4 separate regions of the Mus musculus genome follow, and regions 2, 3 and 4 are each linked to region 1. A link is a contact called in public HiChIP or PLAC-seq and promoter capture Hi-C data. All regions are on one chromosome and are shown on one strand. The core of a region is the stretch at or near the end of the contact, and the rest is flanking DNA. Distances in the headings are between cores, read along the strand shown.

Region 1 (4,532 bases), core at 1,208-3,707:
CACTATCCACAACAAAATCAGAATTCTTTTCTTGACCACGATTCCCTGAGAAGGGCATTTTTTTTCCTTTTTGAGTTCCCTGCAGGACCTTAATGTATAGCCTAAATTGAGATTCATCAACCCAGGCTGTCCCCCATCTGCAAATGGCAGGCTTTGAAATCTCATGCGAGCTGCCCCTCTTCCCAGCTCCCGCAGGCAGGCACAGCACTCCCGCACTTGGGTGTCTGACTAAGTGGTACAGACTCAGCCCACTTCTTGTCACGTTACATTTAACTGTCAGTCTCACTGGCACCCACAAGTTCCAAATGCACAAAAGGCTTTGTAATTATTCTGGTTACAGCATCTCAGCACAATCCAATGCTGACACCAACAATCAGTCAGCAAACGTCTGCCGATGACCTTGAGACAGGGTCTCCAGCTGCAATGGTTGATCAATCTGAATTTTTGACCCCCCCCACCTCGAAGGCAGGAAGATGGATGTTCACCACCACACCTATCCCTAGGTAGCACAGGAGAATAAAGCTATTGTCTCCCGAATGCCAGGAAGCACTTTATCAGCTGAGCCATATCCACAGCCCTGGATTCTGCCTCAGAGAAACCACTTGTTTTCATTCAGAAGAGAATGGTGTCCTGTAGCTCATATGGGAGGATGGCTATGCTACTGTTACTCAAGACCCTAAAGTAGCAAAGGTCTATGGGAATGATAGAAAAATCAAGGAACTGTATACACAAGAGTACTGAGGAGAAGAGCCACTAGCTCCAACCCTGGGCCTGACAGAACAGAGATCTGGCAAGCTGTTGGCATCCTCATGGCGACCGGTAGATAGCAGGGTCAACTCAGACACATAATACTCAATGTGTTATCAGGATCCATTTCTGGTCCTGGGGTTTTGAGGAAAATGAACCGAAAGGACTCACTACTCAACAAGACTTTTATGTTCACACACAGTCTGCTGTTTTAGAATCTGCTTTTCTCTACAAGTCTCCCCACCTCCAAACTAGCAACTCCAGCAACTGCTGCAATCACATGCCTGCAACCCAGCCACTTGGGAAGCCGAGTCTGAGGCTAGCCTAGGCTATTACAATAAGATGCCATTTCAATACACAAACATGAAAATAAAGGACCTTGTTGAGAATCGTCCACCATACTTTGTAGCACACCTCTGTTTAAAACAATCTCCCCCAAAGCTGCTTCGTATTCAAGACACAAACTGTCACAGAAGATTCGACTGTTCAACAATTCTCATTCTATCGTGTGATGGAGAAAGGTTGAGGGGAAAGCACAAATCACAGGATGCCAGGAGAACATCCAGACTAGCAATCCCTCCACCTTACTTCCCCAGACATCCAGAACAGAGCCCCAGATAGATATTCAACATGTCTGGGAGGGAGAGATGGGTCACTATCGCCTGCAGTGACTTACTCTCCATCTGTCCACAGGAACATGTGTGTCCACGCCAGACAAAAACCTGCAGTGGTGAAAACTGATCCTTCGGCAACAGGAAAAGCTCATGCTATCACGACTAATGTAGAACAGACTGGTGTTACAAACTCATTATCTAACTGTCTCCGCTTTCCGAGTGCTAGGATTGACAGCCCAGAGTAACCTATCACCAAGAAAACCACTTATCCATTAAGAACTCAAGAGAGAAACGAGAACTTTCTATTGTCAAAGCCAGAACTCTCGCCATCATCCACCATACAGTGGGCTCATCAGAAAAAAACGCGGGAAATAGGTGAGATGGATACATTTGTCAGGCCAGCCGTGGTGGCGCACGCCTTTAATCCCCGTACTCTGGAGGTAAAGGCTGGTGGATCTCGGCCAGCTAGGATCACGTGACAAGACGCTCTCAAAATCCAAACCTAAACCAACCCCTCTCAATTCCAATCACCTACCCCGCTAATAGCCGGGCTAGTAAAGTCGCTCTCACTACAGAGCAGGGACTCCCAGGTCCCCAGAGCCTCTACTCCTACAAGCCTTGGGTCCCGCCCCTCCCGGAAGCGCGGCGAGCGCCAGCCTGTGCACGCGAGCGCCGCACACCACGGAGCCGGAGATCCTCATTTACCCGGGGGGAAGCTGGGTTGGGGACCAAGGTATCGTTGACAGGGAGTGACAGTGGGTGACGGCGGCAACAGGGAAGGCTTGGGGTGGAGACAGGGGCCCTTTCATCTGCGACCCAAGTCGGATCCCCTAAAGCAATGCTCGGAGATCCAAGCCCCAACTCTGGGTCAGGGTCTGGAGGGCCGCACCGGCCGCTCTGAGGCGGCAAGCTTGTAGGCCGGCCGGTGAGCCGAGCTCACGGCCACATCCCCCGGCCCCGAGCGGCCGCGGTCCCCGCCCGCCGCGCCTAGAGCCCCCGACTCCTGCCCGCACCGTGGTCCTTACCTGGCTTCATTACTGCGTTCTGGTCGCGCGATTCAGGCAACCTGCGGCGTCCCCGACTCCACGAGTCTCAGGCTTTCGCACGTGGAAAGGAGCGCCTGCGCGCGGTGACGCACGGCGAGTGACGGAAGCGCGTAACCACGCCCCTTAGACGCGCGTCCCGTCTCCCGGAAGTCGGAGTCGGCCCCTTGGGTGGGAGTTCTGAATCCTTTTCCGGCTCTGTCGTGTCTCTACGCTCCTCACTTTTTCCTAGAGTGGCAAATTTTATCACAAGTGCGCTGCGACTTTTCCTCTCACTTATGCTAGCACTCCAGGAATCAGGGGTTATACCGATTTTTAAAAATTTATTATTTTTCAAAGACTTTAAATTTTTAAAATTTTATCCTTAGAAGTGTTTAGCTTGCATATTCGTCTGTCTGTGCACCACGCATACGCCATGGAAGTCAGGAGAAGGCGTCAGATCCCCTGGAACTAGAGTTACCGGCAATTAATTGTGAGCCGCCAAATAGGTGCTGAGACCCGAACCTGAGTCTTCATCAAGAGCATTATGTTCTCTTCACAGCTGAGCTATCTCTCCAGCACAGCCTTATGTTTCTGTTTGTTGTTGAGGTTTGTATTTTATGACAGGGTTTTGCAGTGGGGTCCAGGCTGAGCTGGAACTCGGGATCTCCTATGGTACACTTCGCTTTTCTATTTCTCCTTCCTTTTCCTTTTCCGCTCAAAGAGCTCCCTCCTTTACAGCGAAGAACAGGCATCTCACTGCTTCTGCTCTCTACCCCTGGCCTCTTACTGGAAATCTTCACTCACCCAAATGTTGTCGCAGCTGCTCCCAGGCCACTGCTGGTTTGCAGTTGTTTCTGCCTCTGTTCCTCCTCTTCAGGTCATGAATTCAGCCCACCCTACTGATAAAGATCACATCAGTCGAGCAACAACTGTTGCAGAAGGCCCAGTGTTAATGTTGCACCACCAGGAGGCAGCACAGGAGCGACCGGTCTCCAGAAGAAGCGTCCTAATAGCCAGAACTTACAGCCTTCCGTGCAACTGAAAGATCATTTGCACTAACCGCTGACTTTTTGTTGGGTTACCAGGGGAAATGGTTTCCCTCTGGCCTTGGTGAAGTGGCTGCCAAGGATTATAGAGGCTTCTGATGGCAAAAAGTCCATGTTAAACTCTTGGGGATAGTCAGGGCCAGGATAGTGCCTCCTAGAGCAGGAGTTGTCTTTTAGCATTAAGTGGTGGTCCATGCAGTATAGCTTCCTGGAGGTGTCTGTGGAGCATTCAAGAGCTGCCAGGCTGCCATGACAGTAGACCAGCTGGCTGCCAAGAGGGGTTTGCTTGGATGGTAGTCATTCAAGGCAGCCAAGTGCCAGGGAAGGGCTGGATGGTTGCCAGGGTGACAAATCACCCTAGCATCCAGCACTGGTTTTTGTTTTGTTTTAGACAAAATAAGCATTAAAGGGGATTCTTACAAGCCTGTAAGACACTGAAATGTTTTAGTGCTTACACATTGTGTGTGTATGTGTTCACGAGTGTGTGTGTGCCCACACACATGCAGGTATGCAGAGAATGGAGGAGGATGTACGGTGTTCTGCTCTATCACCCTCTCTCTTATTCTCTTGATTTAGGATCCTCACTGAACCCGGAGCTAGGCTGGTGGCCAGAAAGTCCCCTGTCTCACCACTACCACCCCAGCCCTGGTGTTACAGACACACAGGTGACCACTTCAATTTTTTAAGACAGGCATTAGGATTTGAACTCAAGTCCTCATGCTTGCTCAGCGCAAGATTTCTTACTTGCTGAGATACCTCCCAAGCTCCTAGGATTTCTTAAAAAATTAATTTAAATTCTTTCTTTCATTCTTTTTTTTTTGTTTGTTTGTTTGTTTGTTTGAGACAGGGTTTCTCTGTGTATCCCTGGCTGTCCTGGAACTCACTCTGTAGACCAGGCTGGCCCCAAACTCAGAAATCCGCCTGCCTCTGCCTCTCAAGTGCTGAGATAAAAGGCGTGCACCACCACTGCCTGGCTATTTTTATTATTATTATTATTTATTTAAAAAGTTCAATAAGGTCTGAACTTGGCAAGTACTATGTAAGAGTCAGCTAGGAAGTACTAGTTGTGAAGGTATGAGAGGGGTCGTGGAGAGCAGCTG
Region 2 (4,617 bases), core at 266-2,765, 2.6 Mb before region 1:
CCAACCCACCCCCAACCCCCTGTGTTCCTAAGGGCTACAGCCCCCAAGATCTGTGTCTGTAGCTCCTTCCCTCTGCTCCCAAGACCCAGCCTCGTGCCAGTCATCGCTTCATGTAACGTTTAATGCAACCTCATTAGGGTATTGTGATCTGTATCCTCTTCCCCCGTGTGGGTACATGCAGATGCACGGGGCACATGTACCGGTACACCAGGTACAGGTGATAAACATGTCTTCCTCCATTGCACTCCACTTGTTACCGAGGCAAGATGTAAGGTAGCTTGACAACTAACTAATCTAGCTAGTCATCTTGTTCCAAGGAGCCTCAGTCTGGAGCTGGACTGCTGGGCCTATAAGTGTCCATCAACCGCCCAGCCTCTATATGGATTCTGCGGATCCAAACACAGAAAGCTCACGCTTATGTGACAAGCACTTTTATCCACTGAGCTCCCCTGCTGTGTCCCTGAGACAAAGGTTCCACCTGCCTTGATCACATTCTGTCACCAACACAAAAGGTCTCTGTCCAGTATACCAGATGAGTGACTGACAATGTGGTTTGAGAGTCTGGGTTCCTGGAGATCTTTGCTCGACTACATTTATCTTTGAAATTGTCACGCAGGTGGTCTCCACGGACTTTAACGGCAATCCCCATTCTTCCATCTTTGATGCTAAGGCTGGAATTGCCCTCAATGACAACTTCGTGAAGCTTGTTGCCTGGTAAAGGGGAAAGATGCCAGAGGATAGTGGGGGAGGCTGACAAGAGGGCGAGCGCGCGAGTGCGTACACGTACACACACACACACACACACACACACACACACACACACACACACACACGCCTGGTAAAGGGGAAAGATGCCAGAGGATAGTGGGGGAGGCTGACAAGAGGGCGAGCGCGCGAGTGCGTACACGTACACACACACACACACACACACACACACACACACACACACACACACACACACACACGCCTGGTAAAGGGGATAGATGCCAGAGGATAGTGGGGGAGGCTGACAAGAGGGCGAGCGCGCGAGTGCGTACACGTATACACACACACACACACACACTGACGCCTCCTTCCTCGCCTCCTCAGGTACGACAACGAATATGGCTACAGTAACCGAGTGGTCGACCTCCTCCGCTACATGTTTAGCCGAGAGAAGTAACACAAAAGGCCCCTCCTTGCTCCCCTGCGCACCTCGCGTTCCTGACTTCGGCTTCCACTCAAAGGCGCCGCCACCGGGTCAACAATGAAATAAAAACGAGAATGCGCACAGCTTTGCCCTCTTGTCTCTGCGCCGATCACCTTGCGTTCAGGGCGGGGTTCAAAGTTCTCGGATGAGCGAGAAGAGGTGGCGCTTGGCTCCGAGCCGAGTGGGAGAGGGAAAGCGCTGTCTGAACACAAGGTCTTCAACGGTGTAAGCAAGGCTCTGGAAGTCCCTGCAACACAGCCGGAGCTGGGCGCTCTGACGTCACTGCACGCGACGTACCAGGCCGGACTACAGTTCCCATAAGGCCGCGCGCGGGCCACGGCAAAGCAGGTGGGCGCCAGGCCCCGGTGCCGGCGAGGCCGACTAGAGGAGACGCTGCGCCTGGCGAGTCCCGCATTTGCGGGACCGGGCGGCTGGCGTCATGACCCTGTTCCACTTCGGGAACTGCTTCGCCCTCGCCTACTTTCCCTATTTCATCACGTACAAATGCAGCGGCCTGTGAGTGCAGGGCGGGCGCGGGGTGGAGAGGGTGCGGGACCCGGGCCGACCCCTCACCGCCGGCTTCTTCAGGTCTGAATACAACGCCTTCTGGAAATGCGTCCAGGCCGGGGTCACCTACCTCTTTGTGCAGCTATGCAAGGTGAGGGACTCCCGGACTCCACGTGTCTGGCCTCCAGGCATTCCAGATCTCAGGGGCCTGACTCTGCAGCTGTCACCTTCCATAGGACCACCCTCGAGACAACGCTTAGGGACTATGCCCGAATACCTTAGAAGGGATGCAAGGCCAGAAAGGCCCTGATGCAACTTTTTCTTACAACTGTTGTAAAATGAGAAAACCTCTTAGTGCGATATTTCACCCACAGGGTGTCGCAGGGTGCTGCCTAGGCATTTTTAGACATCAGATTCCCCCGTGAACTTCTAGACTTTTAGAAACCAGGCCACTTGCCCTCTATCTCCCAAGATCACGTGATCTTGCCACTTACACCTAGAATGACCCCTAGAACCCAGCGTCATATCCTCTACTTGCACACTTACTTTCCACAGTATCCACATAGTTTTTTGTTTGTTTGTTTCGGTTTTTAATCTCCCTCACCTTCCAGTGACCTTTCTACTTTCTGATCTCAGATGTTGTTCTTGGCCACTTTCTTCCCCACCTGGGAAGGTGGCATCTATGACTTCATTGGGGTAAGTTGAACAAGGGAAGGGCAAGGAAGAGTGCAGGAGTCGGTTCACCTGGTCCCCGTGTTTACTCGAGCCTCTACCTGACCCACAGGAATTCATGAAGGCCAGTGTGGATGTGGCAGACCTGATAGGCCTAAACCTTGTCATGTCTCGGAATGCAGGCAAGGGGGAGTACAAGATTATGGTTGCTGCCCTGGGCTGGGCCACTGCTGAACTCATTATGTCCCGGTGTGTGGAGCAAACTGGAGCCCAGACTTCCGGGAATGGACAGCTGGGTCCCACAGGGGTGCTGAGGGGAGGTGATCAGAGGCTGGGTGCTGGGGGTGGGGGAGTCTGGGTACTAGAGACTGCCTCCTTTTGCCTTCCTCAGATGCATCCCCCTCTGGGTGGGAGCCCGAGGCATTGAATTTGACTGGAAATATATCCAGATGAGCATTGACTCCAACATCAGTCTGGTATGCAGTCTAGCCCTAGCCTACCTTTATGTTGTTAGCCATACTTCTCCCAAAAACTTGGCTCCAACTTCCCAGTCCCTTCCTGCCTCCCTGCAGGTCCACTACATCGTTGCATCAGCTCAGGTCTGGATGATAACACGCTATGACCTGTACCACACCTTCCGGCCTGCTGTTCTCCTCCTGATGTTCCTTAGTGTCTACAAGGCCTTTGTCATGGAGTGAGCTGGGTGGGGTATGAGGCTGGGTTCAAATGGGGGTGTGTTTTCTCTCTCCTTTTCCTCATTGTGATGTTTCCCCACAGGACCTTCGTCCACCTCTTCTCCTTGGGTAGTTGGACAGCACTGCTCGCCCGGGCAGTAGTAACAGGACTGCTGGCCCTCAGCACCTTGGCCCTGTATGTTGCTGTTGTCAATGTACACTCCTAGCTTGACATCTCAGGTGTTGGCGAACCTTTTCATTTCCTCTCTCCAGATTTCAGTGAAGTAAACAGTGTTTGGAAAGGTTTTTGTTATGTCCATCTCTCTCTCTCAGAAACCGAATCCTCGGACTTAGGTCTCACAGAGTCTGTCTGGCTTCAGAACCAGATAAATAAGCTGGAATGTTGGCCAGTCTTCCTGGTTTCCCCATGAGAACCTGGGGGCTTGGTAATCATTGAACAAGCTAAGGAATGAACACACTAGAGTTCAGGAGGGGGCTTTGGGGTAGAGGGGCATTCTTCCTCAACTTACAGCTTGGTTTGAGCCCTCTTCCATGGTGAGTCTTCCCAAAACTGGTTACCTCCAACTTTGCAACCCCCCATTTCTCCACTCTAGTCCATCCACCATGTAACAGCTAGGGGGCTTCATATAAAACTTGTCTACTACTTAGGTCACCGTCTTCCACTTGCAACTCTCTGTGGAGTTTCCTAGTGAAGGTGACAGTAGGCTGTGCCATTTGCCCTTCATAATTTGGAGCTGCTCCTCTGAACGATTTCCCTAGTCAAATTCCTGCCATCGTTCAAGCCACAAGGCCACTCGGAAGAGTTCCTCGGTTCTGAGCTTCTGCATGCTTCAACTAGTCTTGCAGCCTTCAGATTAAATCCTGGCCTAAGTCTCTCAGTATGTGTGTGGGGGTTGGGGGATGGGAGATTCTAGGTCAGCTAGTCAAATAGCTGTAGTTGAGCCTACCAACTTAGATACTGTCCTGGATGCTTACTCCACCACTGTGGTTGTGCCCTTCTTTGTTCCACTAGGCTAGGCTTTTGCCCTATCCACTCCCTGAGAAGGATGTGTCAGATCCAAGACCTTGATGGAAAGCCTACTGTCTTAGGGCACTTCTCAGCCTTGGTCCCAGTGTCATCATGCTTCCCACCCCACTGGGGAGGAGGACAGTTGCCACTTCCCTCTTTCACTGGGCTCTTAAGCCTTAGACATAGGAAAGGACAGCTCCTTTAGGCTCACTATGATAGTCTGTTTACAGAAGGCACAATTTCTATCGGATGGACCTTCCTCCTTCCCCACTTTCCTAAGTGCCAAGTATCCTCAACAGCCTTGACTTCGTGTGGACAGGAGGTAGACGGTGCACACTATGGAGCACTATTGGGACCTCCATCTCATAGCCTGTCTGTCCCTTCGTGGAACTAACCAGGGTGCTGATGGAGAAGCCTAGGCTGTGGTTAGAGGTCTGGGTGGGATATAGGGTTTATTGAGACACAGAAACTATTTTGCCCAGCCTATAGGTGGGGAGGCTTAGGGGAGGATATATCAGCTGAGATCTAACAGACCAGGTTAGTGG
Region 3 (4,726 bases), core at 702-3,201, 2.3 Mb before region 1:
AAATGTGCTTGTGAAAGACCTCCGTGGGGATACCCCCACCCGAGTCACGAGATAGCGCGCACACCCAAGGAATCATGAGAGACCGTCTTGATGCAAACACACAAGGTAGTTTAATGACGGAGCTCCAGGCGACACGTATCTCACGCAGGAGATAGAGGAATCGACCACGAGGCTCAAAAGTTAGGGGTTTATATAGGAAAAGAGTGGGGGTAGGGGAAGAATTGGCATGGTTTCACACAATTGGACAGTTTAAACATCAGCAAACTGTATGTGCAGAGCAAGGTAACAGCAGAGCATCTGGTTAACATTTAACCCATGTCAGAAGGGCGGGAGATAGGGAGACGCCGGGCCAGTCCGGACATCCTGGTATGTCTTCCCTGTCTTTTATGGCTAGCCAGTTCCTGGATGACTTTACAGCCTTTGTTTTTGCCCTAGGCCCAAAGGCCCTCCTAACTAACTGACACAAGCCACATGAGTCATGGACCTTGAATTTTAATTTTCTTTCACTTGGAGGAGTCTCCTGGTGTTTTCCATGAATGAAGAGGCCCACAAAGGTTGTATTGTATCTAGTCCTCCCTCGCCTCTCATGCATTGGGTGGCAGTAGCGATGATGTCCTAAGTCCTTCCTTAGCCCCTTGCTACTGGCTTACTGCTGTAGGTTCTCTCTCTCTCTCTCTCTCTCTCTCTCTCTCTCTCTGTATTTTAAGATCTGTTATTTTTATTTTACTTGTGTGGGTGTTTTGCCTGCATGTGTTACTGTATACTATATACATTCCTGGTCCCTGAGACCAGAACAGAGGGATGGGTCCCCTAAGACTGGAGTTATAGACAGTGTGGGTGTTGGGAATTGAACCCGGGTCTTCTGAGAGAGCGGCCAGTGCTTTTCATCACTGAGCCTTCTCTCAGCAGTTAGCCTGGAACTCTTGATCTTGCTGCCTCAGGCCCTCTGGGATTACAGGTGCACATCACCATTCCACTTTAAACTCTTTTAATAATACACCACTACCTCACCCCACCCACATCCACAGAGATGCACACACACACAAAGCAGAAAGACAGACAAATGTGGGCAGGTCCACACCATACAGATGCACACACACACACACACACACACACACACACACATCTGGGCTGCTTCGGGGGGGGGGATTAGAATATTGTACACTCACTTAAGATAAAACAGTGAACCCTTTAGGCAGAAGACTTGAGGTGGCCCTTAGAAAGGGTGAGAATGGGGGACTCCACACAGTGGTCCTCAGGTGCTGGTCTTGGAAGGCTATGGTATCCAGCACCTGACCCGAGTCATCTGTAAAGAAAGGGTTTAGTCATGGATTTTTGGAGGGAGTATTTGAAGATCCAGACACCTGGCAATCAGGGCAGGAAGGCTTCCTAGGTTTGAGGAAGCAAGGGTGGGAGACTTGGCCTCCGGTCCTGAGACAGAAGAGGCCTGGAAGGGAGCAGATTTACCTAGCTGTAGCTGTGTTTTGTCTTTTGAGACTGGGTTGCATGTAGGTAGGCTAGCTTCAAACTCCTATCCTCCCGCCCCCTCCTCTCAGGTGCCGGGATTACAGGCTTTCCTAGTACACTCCCTAAATTCTTGACTGGGAAAATTCGGAGGTCTATATTCCTGGGACCTCAAGAGAGGGATTTATGGAAGACCCCCACCCCCATGGATTCTGGCATCCTTGGAGGAGGACAAAGCTGATGCTGGGTGTCTGCGTTTGCCAGAAGAGAAGGCCAAGGATGAAAGTCCAGAAAACGGCTACGCCCAGGACTGAACCTAGTGACTCGGTCTTCACGCGGACAGTGACACCTGGAATCTTGAGGGGCTGGGACTTGGAGCAGGCTCCCTCCCGGGGTTCCGGAGCCTCTCAGTGCGCAGAGCCGCCACGCTATTGTCCTGGCTGGGAAGGCGGGGCCGGCGCGGGGCGGGGCTGGCGGCGCCGGCGCAGCCCGGGGGCGGCGGGAGGAGGAGGCGGCGGTGGCGCTGGGAGCTCCTGTCACCGCTGGGGCCGGGTAGGGCCGGGCGGGAGCGCAGGGGACGTGAGGGCCCGAGGCCCGGACATGGGGCCCACCAGCCCCGCCGCTCGCGGTCAGGGTCGCCGCTGGCGACCGCCGCCGCTGCCGCTGTTGCTGCCACTGTCATTGCTGCTTCTGCGCGCGCAGCTCGCCGTCGGGAACCTGGCTGTTGGGAGCCCCAGCGCGGCCGAGGTGAGGCCCGGCCGGGTCCTGGGGATGGGGAAGGGGCGGGACCGGGCCTCGACCTGGACGCGGGACGGCCACCGCAGTCCTTTTGGCCAGGTGGCCTGCCCCACGCGATCCGAACTGTAGATTTTCCTAGGTTCCTCCATCGTCTGACGTCCCTGCCCCCTCCCACCCGCATCGTCGGACCTGGCTCTTTCCAAGAGCCTCTGGTCCAAGAAATCCAGAGCACCCCTAGACGACAAAGCCCCAAGACCTGCCCACCTAAGCGTAGGACGCACCAGGCAGTAGGCGCTTGGCTCTAAGAACCCAGGTCCCTTGTATTATCTGGACCCACATGAACCCCCTGCCCTCAAACATCCAGTAGTCCGGGCCTCCACCCACTACTCAATCCGGATATAGCTCCTCTAGTCCTTAAAGGTCTGATGTGCAGGCCTGCTGGGAAGCTGGGCCCTGTCGTCTTTGCACCCCCTCAGTGGGAACCTGAACTGGGGATGGAGGGAGGAGGGGCCAGAACGCCTGGGTTCGCCCCCCGCCTCCCCCAACACGATTCAAGTTTAACCCCTTCAGGCTTCAGACCCAAGCCGCTGGGGCGGGGGCGGAGCCTGTCTTCTCAGCAACAAGGCCGCGAGAAACGGGGCGGGGGGGTGGGGACCCAGGTCACCATAGCAACGGGAGAGCTGGGGCGCTCCAGCCCCACGGGATTTGTTTCCCGGGGAACGGTCTCTCCACTCAGAAGGTGCTTAGAAGGAGCTGGTGCTAGAGATAGGGGCAGGAGCCCTATCTGGGTTTTAGGGAGCAAAGAACCAGACAACACAGATGACATCGTTGCCCTGGCTCCTCACTGCCCCATCTGCCTTCATTCCCAGGCTCCGGGGTCGGCTCAAGTGGCTGGACTATGTGGGCGTCTAACCCTTCACCGGGACCTGCGCACCGGCCGCTGGGAACCAGACCCACAGCGATCACGACGCTGTCTTCTGGACCCGCAGCGCGTGCTGGAGTACTGCAGACAGGTGGGCGGGACCCCACGGGGAGAGGCGTGGTCAATGAGAAAGTGGATCCAAGCTGGGGCGGGGTCGCCCTTGAGGAAGCTGGACTTGGCAGAGTCTAGGGAGATGAGAGAATCTGTAAAGCCAGGGAAAGCTTGGGGGTCTGTGGTCAGTGAAGAGGCCCCTCCTAAAGGGCCAGCGCAAACCTATTTTGAGAAATTAGGGGCCGCGGGGCGGCGGTGGAGACTGAAAAAAAAAAAACCCAACAACACCCCCCCACACCCCCCATGGACTAATCAAGGTCGCCTGAAGAGTGGCATGGTTTAGGAATCTATGGATCCGTTTAGAAAAAGTGGGAGTGTAAGTGGGCGTGGCCGAAAGAGAGGCAAGGCTTAGATCAAGAGACCTTTTAAACCAACAAGATTCAGTAAGTGATGGAGCCCAATGAGAGTGGCTGCCTGCCTAAGAGACGTGCAATGAAAAGGCGGGGCTAATACAAAGAAGAGTTACTTAGTAGCTAAACAGAGAAAGGCAGGAAGTGAAAGAGCAAGAAACCTGATTGCCGAGCAGGGTTGCCTTCAAACGTGGGCTCAGAGAAGTTGAGTTTGGCATGTCAAAGCCTGAGGACCTTTATCAAGGCCTCGTGAGAATGGTGAACTTAAGGGAGACCACTAGGGTATGACCAGTGGACCCGAAGCTTAGCATCTGAGGCTTACAAATTAACCTGTTAGTTCTATAGACAAGAGACGAAGGCCCAGGGATGTCCTTAGGAACCAAGACACGTAAAAAGGAACTGCTCAAGCTGAGATTAGTGACATGGGCCCATAATCCCAGTTATTGGAAAGGCTGAGGTAGAAGGATCACAAATTAAAGGCCCTCGTAAGCTACAGAATGAGTTCAAGACCAGTTTAGGAAATGTAAGGAGACCTGGTCTCAAAATAAAAAGTAAAAAGAGGGCTGGACATGTAGGAGTTTGGTGGTAGAGCATGGCTTTGGCATGTACAAGGCTCTGGGTTCAATCCCCAGTACTGCTGCCAAATGAGAGATGCAGAGGGTGGGGGTCAGCCAGTAGGTTGATCCCCCCCCCACCTCCTCCCACACACATTGTGTCCTACAGATGTACCCCGAGCTGCACATAGCACGCGTGGAGCAGGCTGCACAGGCCATCCCGATGGAGCGCTGGTGTGGGGGTACCCGGAGTGGCAGATGCGCCCACCCCCACCATGAGGTTGTGCCCTTCCATTGCCTGCGTGAGTCACCCGCTGGGGGGTGGGGTGGGAACTGAGGTGAAGTGGGAGTCTACCAGAGATGACTTTGGTCTACATTTGAAGTCTGGGTGATGGGCTGAGAAAGCTATGAATGCCTGGCCTCTGAGGTGGGCAGGCCTGGGTGATGATTCTGGTGATGATTCTGGTGTCTCCCATTCCCCAGCTGGCGAATTCGTGAGTGAAGCCCTGCTAGTGCCCGAAGGCTGTCGGTTCTTGCACCAGGAGCGTATGGACCAGTGTGAGAGTTCAACCAGGAGGCATCAGGAG
Region 4 (4,246 bases), core at 945-3,444, 2.4 Mb before region 1:
GAACTCTCGAGCAATGAATCCGTGTTCATCCTGAGGGTGGGGTACAGGGAGAGATGGGCTTGAGACTCCTACCCTCCTGCCTACCCCGCTCCCCAGTCTGGCATGCAGACCTACCGGGCGCTCCTCGTGCCGAGCATGGACCTCCACATGGTCGTCAACCACCTTGACAGAGATTTCCTCTGGCAAGAAGTGCTTCACATCCAGCAGCACGGAAAAATACCCAGAGTCCGTGGACACCTGCACACATGGCGGGTAGGGGTGGGGCGTCGATCGGATAGGGGTCTTGGCTTCTGGGACCCAGCACTCTCTATGATACATAGGTTACAGTGCTGCTGCCGAGGACTTGTGTAGACTGTCCCCTCTAAGTCACCAGAACCTCAGCCTCATAATAACTGGCCCCCCTCCCCTTCAAATACTGGGTCCACCTCTTTGTGGTAACCAAGTTAGATATCTACCCTATAACCCCCCACCCCATGTCCTTGACTCCACAGTCACCATTTCTGCTACGAGACCCCACCATGCTAGCAACCAAGATGCCACTTCCCCATCGCCAGAGTTCTTACTTAGGTCATGGGACCTCCTGTGCCCTTTACGGGTACTTTCCCCTCGTTTAGAGTGCCCAAGACCCCCTTCATCAAATCACAGGATCCCTCTTGAAGATGCAGCATCACCATATGCAACCCTAGGAACATTACAGCCCGTCGGGACTCACTTGTCCTTTCCCCCAGATTCCCGGCTCACTTGCCCCACCCTTCACCCCCTCAGAAGATCAGTAACGGGGGGGGGGGGGGGGAGGGGCTCAGAATACCGCACTCAAGGGACACCCAATGGCCCCACTGAGGGGTGACATTCTCCTCTAAGTTAAAAATCAACAGACATTCCCGCACCCCCGGCCCGGGGTTAGACCCCCCTCCTGGCCCCCAGTCTTGTTAGTAGTTGGATTGGCCCTCTCCCTAGGCCTGGCACCTGGGCTGTGGGTAACGCCACACTGGGGGCGCGCAGATAGTAGGGGGCGATCGCAGCAGGGCACAGTGAAGCCAGCTCTGCCTCAAGCAGCCCTTCGCCGAAACGCTGGTCAAAGAGGCGTCCCGGAGCAGAGAAACCTGGTAAAGGAGCTGAAGCACGGCGCAGCCAAGAAGGCTGCACAGGCACGGGGATCTCCATCCTGTTCCTACGCTGCCACCCTGGGCCCCGCAGTGCCCAAACGCACGCTGGCTCCGATTTATACTGTGCCCTGTGCCGCCCCTGCGGCGGGCCTCTCAGGGACACTGGGATTGAGGCCAAACTCAGGCATTAGTATTCCTTATTTAGAAACTTCAATAATTACTTGGCCAGTTATTAAACGCCTGCTGGATGCCCGGAAAAGGACACCAGGGAAATGTCATTAAGCCTTTTTCCATTTCTGTAAGGGGAAGCTAAAAGTCTAGGAGGCAGACCCTTATAGGTGTGGCAATCATTGTGGCAGTTGGGACCCTGGGTCCCGATTAGTCCCCCAAAGAGTTCTCAGTCCTCTTAATCCATCTCCGCCAGGCTGGCAGCTCTGAGGATGACGCATCAGTCTTAGTAACAGACTCCTGGAGAATGCTGCACCCATGCCAGGCAGTCAGGAGGACACAGAACAGACCCTACCCCAGAGTAGGTCGGGCCTAATTCTGTGCCTCTGACTCAGCCTGGGGTGCTCAGCGGCCAGGGGGCATGAGCATGAACACTCCAGGTTGGCCCCCGGGGGCTGCGCGCCGGGGCCCGAAATAGCTCGTTTTGATCCCACTACCTGGGCCAGGAGCCCGGGCCTGGCAAGGAGTACGGCCAGCTGCTCAAGAGGAAAGTGGTTAAGGTGACCATCAGGACGGGATAGCAGTCAAAGTAAAGACAGACGTCTCGGGTTAGCCCTGCAATAGTAGCTAGGCTGGAGTCAGGCCTTCGCTCCAACAGGTATCCTGGCGGTTAGAAATAAGGACTGAGTAAAAGGCAGGACTCTTAGCGCTCTTCAAGCGTCAGCCCGGCCTTTGATCCTTACTATTGGTCTGAAGTCTTGCCAATTACTGCTGCACGCTCCAATCAAACACACGCTCTCCCAGTTCGTCAAGAGAGAACGCCCCTCGGCCGCTTTCCAGTTACTTTTATTTTCTAGTCTATCATTGGTCGCTTTGGAGGCCGCGCTCCTACTCTGCACAGCCAGAAAGGGGCGGGGCTGACGGCGTTGCTTAGCGAGGAGAGTAGGCGCAGGGTTGTTCCGCGAAGAAGCTCCGCTGGCGCTAAGGCTGCGGTAAATGCCGACAAACTGACTGCAGGTGAGGTTGGTCCTCTTTCAGAGACCACAGGAGGCCTGGGAAGGCAACACGGGTTTACGTGAGCCTGAAGTCTCCCGCCCAATCTCAGGAGAACTACAACTCCCAAGATACCACACAGTTTGGGCCCTCCAACATCTCTGAGTGTCTCATGTCTTTTGTTCCCGCAGGGTGGGCCGAAGAAGAGTCGAAAAGAAATTTGAAAATTTAGTTCGTTAGTTTCCAAATTGCCCCAGACATCTAGGGGTGTTGTCTATGAACTTTTTCACTTAGGAGGAGCCCAGTGATTCATGGGGATTGTAGTCTCTACTGCCCCTTTCTCTTTGGGAGTCATGCCACCACCTCCCCCTTCCCTTAACAGGTTTAACCGGAAACATATTGTGTACGGTTTCGTCGTGGCTCTTTGTTAATGTTTTGTTTTTGCCTATTGTTTTCATTCTTTTTTTCATTTGTATGCTTTTAAAAAAAAGATTTATTATTTATTTTAGGTATATGAGTGCTCTCTCTGCATATACTCCCGTGTGCCAGAAGAGGGCATCAGACCACATTACAGATGATTGTGAGCTACCATGTGGTTGCTGGGAATTGAACTCAGGACCTCTGGTAGAGCAGCCAGTGCTCTTAACCACCGAGCCATCTGTCCAGCCCATATGGGTGCTTTTTAAAATGATTTGTATTGTTGTTGTTGTTTAAGACAGGGTTTCCCTGCACAGCCCTGTCTTGGAACTCACTTTGTAGACCAGGCTGGCCTTAAACTCCTGCCTCTTCCTCCTGGGTTCTGGGATTAAAGGCATCCACCACCATTCTTGGCTACATTACTTGGGTTTTTTTTTTTTTTCCTCGTGGAATTAATTGGAGCTTCATGAAATGGGCTTCTTGGAACATGTTTAAAGAGGTAGAAATTAGTTACCTTGATTTGACTGTAACATATTGTATACACGTATTGAAATATCATACTGTGCCGCATAAACTTGTACAATTAGTGTCAGTTAAAAACAAAACAGAACTATGCAACAGACCAGGTTTTTCCTGAATGGGGCTGGAAAAAGGGCTCATTGGTTGGGAGCAGGGGCTGGTCTTCCAGAGGTCCCAGGTTCAGTTCTCAGCATCACATGGCTACTCACATTCATTCCAGGGTCTTCAAGGGCATTGCACATACATAAATGTGCACAGGCACATGCAGGCATAATACTACCCATGCATACAAAATAAAAATAAATAAATCTTTTTTTAATTGCCTGAATAGTGTGAAGAAGTTGCAGTGTCTAGCCTGTTTCCTGATAGTCTGATTCTGTTAGCCTGGAGTGGGAACCCACTCTCACTCATCCTCTGGGGGTGTGCATGGGTACCAACCCACTCTCACACATCCTCTGCAGGACCAGGCACATCCTCTCCCACTGAGGCCAGGCAAGGCAGTCCAGTTAGAGGAACAGGATCCACAGGCAGGCAACAGGTAAAATGTTATTCTTGTTTTGAGACAAGAGTTCTCTATGCAGCCTTTGCGTATGAGTGCACTTGTTTCTGTGTGTGTGTGAGTGTGAGAGAGAGTGTGTGTGTGTGTGTGTGTGTGTGTGTGTGTGCACCCTGTGGAAATCAGACAGGCTCAGGCGTCTGTTCTCATCTTTCACCATGTTGAGCCAGGGTCTTCTCTTTGATGTTCACCTCTGAGGCTCGCTGACTTGAAAAGTTTTAGGGGACTCTCCCGTATCCACCTCCCACCTCTGTATAGAAGTACTCGGATTGCAGATTGTGCTACCACATCTGGCTTTCCATGGATTCTATGGATTTGAACTCAGGTCCCCATGTTCGGGGAGCAAGCATCGTATTCACTGAGCCATCTCCTCAGCCTTTGCTTTGGAACTTTGGATCCTTCTGCCAGAGCCTCTTGAGTGCTGGGACGACAGATGAACATTACACATTTGGCATTAGTCTGTAATTTTTAAAGTCCTAGCACTCAA

What was found. HiChIP or PLAC-seq counts read pairs in DNA pulled down with a chosen protein or histone mark. Capture Hi-C pulls out chosen DNA fragments and counts their contacts.
Region 2: a contact with region 1 is called in a promoter capture Hi-C map of liver, with 2.6 times the contacts expected there. The contact joins the promoter of Tmem147 here to the promoter of Fbl in region 1. A contact is called at or near these places in 1 of 115 datasets of contacts at active chromatin or transcription factors (thymic regulatory T cells) and 2 of 9 other capture datasets (adipose tissue and liver).
Region 3: a contact with region 1 is called in an H3K27ac HiChIP or PLAC-seq map of embryonic stem cells, with 4 times the contacts expected there. The contact joins the promoter of Aplp1 here to the promoter of Fbl in region 1. A contact is called at or near these places in 3 of 115 datasets of contacts at active chromatin or transcription factors (astrocytes, embryonic stem cells and thymic regulatory T cells).
Region 4: a promoter capture Hi-C map of liver shows a contact between it and region 1, with 4 times the contacts expected there. The contact joins the promoter of Proser3 here to the promoter of Fbl in region 1. A contact is called at or near these places in 5 of 39 promoter capture datasets (cranial neural crest, hippocampal neurons, liver and 2 more), 2 of 484 Hi-C or Micro-C datasets (CD4 T cells and CD8 T cells), 1 of 115 datasets of contacts at active chromatin or transcription factors (embryonic limb bud) and 2 of 9 other capture datasets (adipose tissue and liver).

The regions. Positions count from the first base shown.
Region 1 is chr7:28,167,673-28,172,204 of GRCm38.p6, reverse strand. Fbl (fibrillarin) reads right to left here and starts at 2,457. Exons shown (of 9, transcript NM_007991.3): 1 at 2,387-2,457. The coding sequence starts at 2,396. It overlaps Gm31024 (a long non-coding RNA gene), which reads left to right and starts at 3,343. Exons shown (of 2, transcript XR_001778069.2): 1 at 3,343-4,097; 2 at 4,280-4,532.
Region 2 is chr7:30,726,432-30,731,048 of GRCm38.p6, reverse strand. It overlaps Tmem147 (transmembrane protein 147), which reads left to right and starts at 1,515. Exons shown (of 7, transcript NM_027215.2): 1 at 1,515-1,705; 2 at 1,778-1,847; 3 at 2,333-2,392; 4 at 2,481-2,617; 5 at 2,760-2,844; 6 at 2,941-3,062; 7 at 3,146-3,348. The coding sequence starts at 1,629. The coding sequence ends at 3,269. Gapdhs (glyceraldehyde-3-phosphate dehydrogenase, spermatogenic) reads left to right here. Exons shown (of 11, transcript NM_008085.2): 10 at 617-714; 11 at 1,090-1,270. The coding sequence ends at 1,162.
Region 3 is chr7:30,442,807-30,447,532 of GRCm38.p6, reverse strand. It overlaps Aplp1 (amyloid beta (A4) precursor-like protein 1), which reads left to right and starts at 1,951. Exons shown (of 17, transcript NM_007467.3): 1 at 1,951-2,211; 2 at 3,072-3,215; 3 at 4,309-4,441; 4 at 4,623-4,726. The coding sequence starts at 2,065.
Region 4 is chr7:30,550,253-30,554,498 of GRCm38.p6, reverse strand. Proser3 (proline and serine rich 3) reads left to right here and starts at 2,194. Exons shown (of 12, transcript NM_001382459.1): 1 at 2,194-2,291; 2 at 3,665-3,741. It overlaps Hspb6 (heat shock protein, alpha-crystallin-related, B6), which reads right to left and starts at 1,198. Exons shown (of 3, transcript NM_001012401.3): 1 at 967-1,198; 2 at 115-237; 3 at 1-30. The coding sequence starts at 1,164. It overlaps Gm38670 (predicted gene, 38670), which reads right to left and starts at 1,671; the gene lies at 1,595-1,671.